Regions from separate parts of the Mus musculus genome. Here regions 1 and 3 are each linked to region 2. A link is a contact called in public capture Hi-C and promoter capture Hi-C data. All regions are on one chromosome and are shown on one strand. Each heading gives the region's core, a stretch centred on a gene start, on an enhancer-like site or on the middle of the called end of the contact. The rest is flanking DNA. Distances are from core to core; before and after follow the strand shown. Region 1 holds the start of Fbxo41 (F-box protein 41). Region 2 holds the start of Spr (sepiapterin reductase). Region 3 holds the start of Smyd5 (SET and MYND domain containing 5).

Region 1 (2,717 bases), core at 194-2,693, 370 kb after region 2:
AAATCCACTTGCCGGAAAGAAGCAGAGAAAGAGAAAATCAGACAACAGAGGGGAGAAGGTTTGGGTGGTGTTAGATGGATTTAGAAGCCCCAACAGAAGCTCTAAACTAGGTGTTTACAGGAGGCCTCCACCAGCAGGTGGAGGCCTTCTGCAGATGAAGAGGCAGCTGGAGGTGTCCACATTATACCCCCATTATGCCCCAGTGGGTGGAGAATAAAGGAATGTCCTGCCTGTCCAACCCCTCTGCCCAATCCTCCAAGAAGCCTGGGCCTGAGCCCTGCAGCTATATAACCCCAAACTGGGTGCCTCCAGAAGAGTCACCCAGCCTGGTAAAAATCCACAGGAGCCATCGCAGCCACTCTTCTGCTTCCTGATCACCCTCCTCACTGCCTTTCTGTTCTAAGCACCCCCTCTCGTGGTCCTGCAAACATGCACACGCCTCCCAAGGTCACACACGCACACAGGCTCCAGCACCTGGATCCCACACCCGGAAAACCATCTGAGCCCCTCACCGCAGGCTAAACCAAAGGGAGGGGGCAGGCCTCACTCTTCTCTCGGCAGACTGTAGGCAGTGTACACAGGCACAGTATCACACACACATGCAAGGCGATGGATGGAGCCCACACCTCCAGAGACACTGTGGGCACAGTCACCCGCAAAGGCACTGGGGTGTGGGGAGGCAAAAACATGTGTGCACATATATGAACGCCTCCAGACGATCACACGTGCACACCGGCACGCACCTACAACCACACAGGTGCCCAGGCAGGCCTACCAAGACCCTCCCCCATTCCATCACCAGCAGGTGGAGAGGGCTGGGGTTTCAGGGCACTCCCCCTTCTCCCTCTCCAAGGTCCAGAGTCCCAGTGGGTTTTTTCTGGAGCCCGCCCCCGCCCCCCCCAACAAGGCTCAGGCAGCGACAGGCGGGAGGGGGGAGGGGAAGCCTGGTCTCAGACCCGTTCTGATTTTAATTCCTTAAATTAACCCCTTGGCTGCCTGGAAGCCTGGCCTGCCCAGAATCCCTCCCAGTTCTAGCGGCCTCACGGCCTCAGGAGGGCAACAGGGAAGAAGGCAGGGGAGGAGGGGGCAGTGGCTGAGGTCTTCCCTGCCTAGCCTCTCCAGGACCAGTCCCGCAGCACGCTCCAGACTTGCCTTTACCTCTTCCAGCCTGTGGCGAGGCCAGGCACCGCGGCCCTGGGCTGGGGGCGCAGAGGCACAGACCCCGCGTGCCCGGTCTAGACGCAGGGCCGCCGCCGGGCCTTAAATCTTGGTCCCCACTGCAGCCTTGGGTGGCCGCCGCCGCCTCCCGGTTGGGGCGGGGGCGGCCGAATCCCCCAGCCCGGTGCAGCGGGAGGGGCTCGCGATGCGATCACGGGCGGGGTACGCAGGGCGGAGGAGGGGGAGATAGGAGGGGGCGCTCGGCCCCGGTGCAGCTAGGAGACAGGGAGGGAGGCGGCCGGGAGGTGGGGCGGAGCCGGCCCCTCCTCCGGGGCGGGCTCTCCAGCAAGAGGGGAGCGGCACTTGCAGCCAGGAGCGGCTGCGCCTGGTCCCCACGTTTTCCGCAGAAGCTGGTGGCTTGGGTGGAGGATGGGCACTACGGGGATGGGGGTGCAACCTTCCCCTCACCAGGCACCACCACCAAGGCATTCCTGTGCTTTGGAGCGTCCAGCTGTGTCTTCTGCTGCCCACCTTTAATCAGGGCCTGTCCACCTTAACCCACCCCTCGGACTTGGCCTGCACCTAATCAGAAGCAGATCTTGGGATGGGTCGTTCTGGAGATCCAAACGAGGCTGGCACAAGCTCTATGACATACACCACAGTTCCTCAGCGTCCTCTTGGGCTTCGAGCCCAAGTGCAGGTCTTGCCCTCAGTGACTTCAGGTCAGACACGTAGTCTTTGGGAAGACTTGGCTGCATTGGGCCACACTGTGTCATGTTCCTGGACCTATTATTGCACTTAGGTCCTTTTCCTACAAATGAAAAGGAGCAGGGACCGTGCATTGGTTTGCTCCAGATAAACCCATCACTTCCATAGGATAGCCCCAGAATTCCTGAACCTGAAGTACCTAGAAGACTCCTCGCCCTTGGCTTCTGGCCTACCTATCTGCTGAGATAGGCACAGCCTGGCTGTCTTGCGCTAGGGAAAGTTCACAGGGCTGAAGGTGAGCTGGGGAAACAAAACAAAACAACAACCCACTGGGGATACCAAGCAAGGCCTGGGCTGAACTAGGCCTTGAATGAGGAAAAGGGAGATGATACTTGGACCACACAGCGGTGCCTCCACTCCACCACCTCTGCTGGACTGCACCCAGGGCCTGCAGCAGAGCAGAAATCCAGCCAGCATAGTTCCAGGACTCCCCTGGAGGCTTTGGGTGGCTTCCACTGGCCCCATCCCACACATGAGAGGGCAGAAGCCCCAGGGACATGTAGTGTGGGGGAAGGAATCTGGAATCTGGGCAGGCGACTTAGGGGGAACCATACATCTAACAAGAACTGGAGAGTGTACAGTGGCCAAGCCAATGAAGCAACCCCTTTTACTTCCTGAATCTCTGAAGCGTTTCCACCTGCAGGAAGCCTTCTTAGATTAAGAAGGGAGATCACTCAGCTAAGCAGCAGGCATCCTGACGGTGCTGTAAGACACAGTCACTCACTTTCCAGTAGAGTAGCAAAGCGGAAGCTATTCCTATTCCCACTGTGATGGCTCATCCTTTCAGTCAG
Region 2 (2,775 bases), core at 93-2,592:
AGTCCTGAGGCTGAGTACCTCGGCCCCTGACTGCTCCAACGTCTTGGGAGTCTGTATTTTTCTTACGAAGTGAGGAGTCATTACCAGAGGTAGTAGGGGCCCGATAGTCTTTGGATTCTTTGTGTGTGTGTGTGTGTCACATTTTTTAAATTTATTTTTTATTAGATATTTTCTTTATACACATTTCAAATGCTATCCCGAAAGTTCCCTATACCCTCCCTCCGCCCTGCTCCCCTACCCACCCACTCCTGCTTCTTGGCCCTGGCATTCCCCTATACTGGGGCATATAAGGTGTCTTTGGATTCTTTATGGAGAATATAGATCAGGTTCCCCTCCTTGCCTAGCCCCCAGAAAGGTACCAGCTAAGTCTAGGGACAGCACTGTCAGGAGCACCCACCTACCTGGAGCATAGCTCAGCACCCGCACACTCGGTTCCTCAGCAGCCAGGACCTGGTAGAGCATGTCTCGGGCAGCCTTCCCCGCACAGTACAGACCCCAGCCTTTGTAGGGCTGCAGGGCACACAGAGATGAGATGTTAACCACAGTCTTGCTCAGGCCAGGGCTATCCTGGAAGGCATTCAAGGTGCCGGAAGTCAAACAGAGCATGGAGGTCAGGTTCAGAGCCCAGTAGTTGTTCACCTCAGCTAGGTCATTCACGTTGAGGAAGCCTTTGGAAACATCCCCAAGAGTGGCTGAAAAAAAAAAAAAACGGGACCAAAGAAATGACACAACTGGGGCACTCTTCTCCCTCAGCCTTCCACAGTTCCTCCTCATAGGCTATCTCTCTGCCCCAGCTCTGCAGACACCCCTAATGCAAGCAAAGAATACTGTAGTAAAGCAGAGTGATTTGTTCAAAAAGTCTTGACTCACACATCCGCCAGGAGGCACTGTCGCCCCGTAGTGACACTGATACACCCTCCCTCCTCTTGGACTTTGGACTTTTAGGGACTTGCCCTTCACCTACCCAAAAGCCTATGAGGTAAGAGCTCGCAGCCGGGGTCTGGACGGGACTCTCACCTGCGTTGTTGATGAGCAGCAGGCGCTGCAGCCCCTCGGGCCTCGGGAGCTCGCGTACTGCGCTCAGCAACCGCTGCACGCCAGCCTCGGTGCCCAGATCGGCGGCTGCCAGCACCACTTTCAGGTCAGGCTGCTGAGCGCCCAGCTCCTCCTTCAGTTGCCGCAGCATCGACTCACTGCGTGCGCTTACGAGCATCACGGAACCGGGAGACAGCAACCGGGCCAGCTGCGGGGCCAGGGCGCGACCAAAGCCCCGGGAGGCCCCGGTCAACACGCACACAGCGCAGCCCAGCCCGCCTGCCTCCATGCCTGGAACTCAGACTCATGCGCAGCTACTGAACCAGGACGGGGCGGAGCCTATTCTTGGCTTGGGACGGCGGAAGTTCGGGCCAGAATCCACTGGTGTTTGGGCGGGGGAAAAAAAAGCCAGGCAGCCGGGCCTCGGCAGGAAATCCTAATCCCCTTCCCAGCGCTTCCGGGTTCCCCTTGAGCGCCACTCCCACAAACTCAGCCCCTTTCTGAGAGGCGCGTTCTCAATTTCCACCCTGTTCCAGGATCAGCTTCCTCCTCCAGGGTTAAGGTTTGTCTTTATCCATACAGGACATACCAGTTAGAGACCAGTGACAGCCTTGGATGAAGTGTGTAGAGCTTGTGGTCCCTTTGCACTCTGATTAACAGAAGCCTTCTCTGGAAAAGCACAGCAGCTTCCCCAGGAGGTGCTAGGCAGACAGAACCAGAAAATGAAGAGCACACACAGGGGAAGAGAAAGGCTGAGAATCACAACAATCTCACGAACAAGACTCATCACCGTCAGTGAAAACGCTTGGTTCCTTGGGACCTGTGTACTTATCCTTCAACCTGCGTCATGCACTCTAGAAACAACTTCATAATCTCAAATGGGAAAGAAAAATATCCCAGCTCTCTGGAGATGTCTGAGGAGGACAGCAGAGAAAGACATAGAGATTGCTTTGATCCATTTTTAGTCTGAGGTGAGCTAGAGTCCATCGGAATTACAGGCAGGCAGGCCAGCGGCTAGCTCCTCTTTGTTTCAGAAAGTTCAAGTGGTAGGACTAGTCACTTAGCCTGGTCAGATTGGGAAACCAGCAATCAGTAGGGGCCATTCTCAAGTTCCAATTTTTTTTTTTTAAATTGAATGAGGCTTTTGTCCTAGGCCAACGAAATAGGGGACCTAGAGCGATGCAAATCCTGTAGGCCTATATGAGAAGAGAGCCGGAATGTCTCTCTATAGGTTTTTAAAAAACACTGTCTTGTGCCAAATCAACACGTCATTAATGCCTTTTCTCTATGCCAAAGTTCCCTTTCAGCAGAACTGTATATTTAAAACTACTTACTTACCACTAATCTATTGGATTTGTTATCTTATTTCCAAAGTAGTTGAAGGATCTTCAACAGACATAGTGAGTTCAAGGCCATCATGCTGAGTTTGAACCCCAGAACCGACATTAAAAACACTAAGTGTGACCAGGCAATGGTGGTGCTCCTAGCACACAGGAGGTAGAGGCAGAGGCAGGAGGATTTCTGTAAGTTTGCATCAGCCTGGTTTACAAAGCCAGTTCTAGGACAGACAGCCAGGGCTACACAATGAAACCCTTTCTGAGCCACGTGGCTGCAATGAAACCTTTAATCCCAGCAGTCTGGATACAGCAGTAGGAGACTCCGAGCTTGAGGCCAGTCTGGTCTACAGAGTGAGTTCCAGGCCAGGCAGGGCTACACAATGAGAAACGCTGTCTCAAAAAC
Region 3 (2,707 bases), core at 98-2,597, 290 kb after region 2:
CGCCTGTTCAGAGTGAGTTCCAGGACAGTCAAGGCTACACAGAGAAACATTGTATCAAATGCAATGCCCCCCTCCCCACCAAGAGAGAACTTGTCTTAAAAAAAAAAAGACAAAAACTCAATCACTTACTAAACAATTACTAAGTTATCTCCCCCACCCCCTAAAGTCACTATGAAACGATAGCAGAGCAGACACAGGTCCCCTGTCAACTGGAATAGTCAACTGGGACACAAAACAATAAAAGGTATAGTAGTCAGGTCTAGTTGCAGAAATAGACCTGTCCTCTCTCCCAGCCTCGTGTACATTCATTTTTTGTGTCTACTTAAGGGGTCCTCATATGTGAGGTCCATTTATTACTGCTCCATAAACCACACTCTGCAATGTCAAGAAAGTCCCCAACTACTCTGAGGCACTGATCCAACCTAGTTATTTATAGAAAAAGGAAATCATTTTTTCTTCTTTTTCTTTTTTAACTTTATGCATGTGATTGATTTGCCTTTATGTATCTATGTGCCTGCCTGGTGCCTGAGGAGGTTGGAAGAGGGGTCATCAGAGCCCCCAGAACTGGAGTTACAGATAGTTGGAAACCAGTATTGGAAACCAAACCAGGATCCTCGGCTAGAGTATCACGTGCATTTCTCTTTCAGACAGGTTTCATGTACTCACTACGTAGTTGAGGGTTGACCTTGAACTTCTGGTCCTCCCTGCCCTCACCTCCTGAATGCAGAGGTTATAGGCATAGTCGGAATGCTGGTTTTAAGCAGTGTTGTGGCTCAAAGTTCTGCACTCATGTGTTCAAAGCAAATCTCTCCCAAACATAGAATAAAAATGTTGCCACCAGAGGGAGGGAAAAATTTTAAACCGAGTGAGCCCAGCATCCAACCAGGATGGAGGGTCAAAGCAAAAATAAGACAGTCTTCTCTGGGTCTAAAAACTTTGTTCGGTGTTGGAGGTAATGACGAGGGGCTGCTTAAGCAGGAAGAGGGCTGCAAACTTTTGGCCAGCCTGGGATACATAGTGAGACCCTGTCTCAAACACCAGACAGTGGGAAGAGCAACTATGGACACTTAAGAACACAGCTAGGATAGGCTGGAGGGTGGGGGGTGGGGAGTAGGGGGTCTTCCCCTGAGCTACTCCATCAGCCGTCATTCATGCTGTCCATCCGACATAAGCTACCGAGTCAGACACAGTCTACCAGAAGTCCAAGCACAAAGTCAGGCCAGGTTCCACCCAATCAAGCAACCAAGACACCAAAAGCCTTGAATTGCTAGCCACGTCCCAGGGCGGGGTAAGGTGGGGAAGGGAGCGCTCGCTGGCTCTGTGGGCGGGGCCTCCCGGGACGGGGTCAAGGGTCAGAAGGCAGAGGCGTGCCCAAGATGGCGGCCTCCATGTGCGACGTGTTCTCCTTCTGCGTGGGCGTGGCGGACCGTGCCCGGGGTTCCGTGGAAGTCCGTTATGTGGACAGCATCAAGGTGAGGCCAGGTCGGACCGGGCCCGGAGAGCCACGCGGGGGAACCCACGCTCACATTCTGGAGTCCGGGCCCCTCGGCGCCAGTCTGGTTGCTGCTTGGGCCCGGGGTGCAGAGTCGGTCCTCGTGCCCAGGCTCGTGGCGATATCGCGCGGGGGGAGGGAGGAAAGCCCGGTCCACTGGCGGGTGGCCGTGCTGCTGCTGTCCTGGGTGGAGTTGAGGCTCTGGGTAGACCTGGGGTTGAGGGATATCCTGGGCCAGATTAAAGCCAAGGCTATCTTGGTTAGGCTGGGGCTTAGTTAGCTACTATTCTGGCGGTAGTGAGGGGAGTACTTAGCCGAGGGAACGGAGGTATGAAGCAGACTGGGCTCCCCAGCGACCCTTCTGACTAAGGTATGGGTGGAGACTTGGAAAGAGAGCTAGGGAACTTGGACCAGAACCTACACACCGAGCACTTCTCCTGAAGGGTTTTAAGCAAGAGAATGACATGATTTCGTGATTCGTATTATGGTTCTTTTTTGTTGCTTCTGTTGTTGTGCTTTTTGTTTTTGTTTTGTTTTGAGACGGGGTCTCATTTTGTAACTCCAGCAGTCCTAGAACTCACTATGTAAACCAGGCTGCTCTGCCTCACCAGTGCTGAGATTAAAGACTTGTGCCAGTATGATCGGCTCTATTAATCGTGTTTTATTCCCTGTAGAATAGAAAATTCACATAAGTAAAGGCAAAAAAAAAAAAAAAAAACACTCCAAATTGTTCTTGAGGCTGGACTTGAACTCATCTACCAACACCCAAGTGCTGGTTAATGGGCCTTGTGGCTGAAACACCCCACCTCCATCCCACGTTTTCTTTTAATACATGTTTTCAGTACATCTTTAGTATCAGCGGTCCCATTTCTACTTGGTTAAAGAGTTGATTGATAGCCGGGCGTGGTGGTGCACGCCTTTAATCCCAGCATTTGGGAGGCAGAGGCAGGCGGATTTGAGTTCAAGGCCAGCCTGGTCTAAAAACCTACAAACCCAAGGAGTTGATCAATAAGAGTTTTGGGGTGGGGGGCGCACTTCACTCAACCAAATCCTTCTGTATGGCTCCTTTATGTTGTATCTTCTCAGTCCTGAGAGCAAAGGTCTCTGCTGGCTTCGCTGCAGACAGGCTTTTGTTCTCTCTGGCACTGTTTTCTCACTAGGTGCCTTTGCCAGTTGATATATGCAAAATGCTATGGTTTTGACTTCATTTGCATT

What was found. Capture Hi-C pulls out chosen DNA fragments and counts their contacts.
Region 1: a contact with region 2 is called in a capture Hi-C map of embryonic stem cells, with 2.7 times the contacts expected there. The contact joins the promoter of Fbxo41 here to the promoter of Spr in region 2. A contact is called at or near these places in 6 of 39 promoter capture datasets (the 3T3-L1 cell line, 3T3-L1-derived adipocytes, embryonic stem cells and 2 more), 1 of 484 Hi-C or Micro-C datasets (tail fibroblasts), 3 of 115 datasets of contacts at active chromatin or transcription factors (embryonic forebrain, embryonic stem cells and trophoblast stem cells) and 1 of 9 other capture datasets (embryonic stem cells).
Region 3: a contact with region 2 is called in a promoter capture Hi-C map of adipose tissue, with 4 times the contacts expected there. The contact joins the promoter of Smyd5 here to the promoter of Spr in region 2. A contact is called at or near these places in 5 of 39 promoter capture datasets (embryonic stem cells, macrophages, neural stem cells and 1 more), 8 of 115 datasets of contacts at active chromatin or transcription factors (bone marrow-derived macrophages, embryonic basal ganglia, embryonic forebrain and 5 more) and 3 of 9 other capture datasets (adipose tissue, liver and macrophages).

Annotation. Positions count from the first base shown.
Region 1 is chr6:85,501,551-85,504,267 of GRCm38.p6, forward strand. Fbxo41 (F-box protein 41) reads right to left here and starts at 1,444. Exons shown (of 13, transcript NM_001289675.1): 1 at 1,159-1,444.
Region 2 is chr6:85,136,422-85,139,196 of GRCm38.p6, forward strand. Spr (sepiapterin reductase) reads right to left here and starts at 1,343. Exons shown (of 3, transcript NM_011467.2): 1 at 1,018-1,343; 2 at 402-692. The coding sequence starts at 1,324. Gm10444 (a long non-coding RNA gene) reads left to right here and starts at 1,513. Exons shown (of 3, transcript XR_001785286.2): 1 at 1,513-2,006.
Region 3 is chr6:85,430,629-85,433,335 of GRCm38.p6, forward strand. It overlaps Smyd5 (SET and MYND domain containing 5), which reads left to right and starts at 1,348. Exons shown (of 13, transcript NM_144918.2): 1 at 1,348-1,472. The coding sequence starts at 1,377.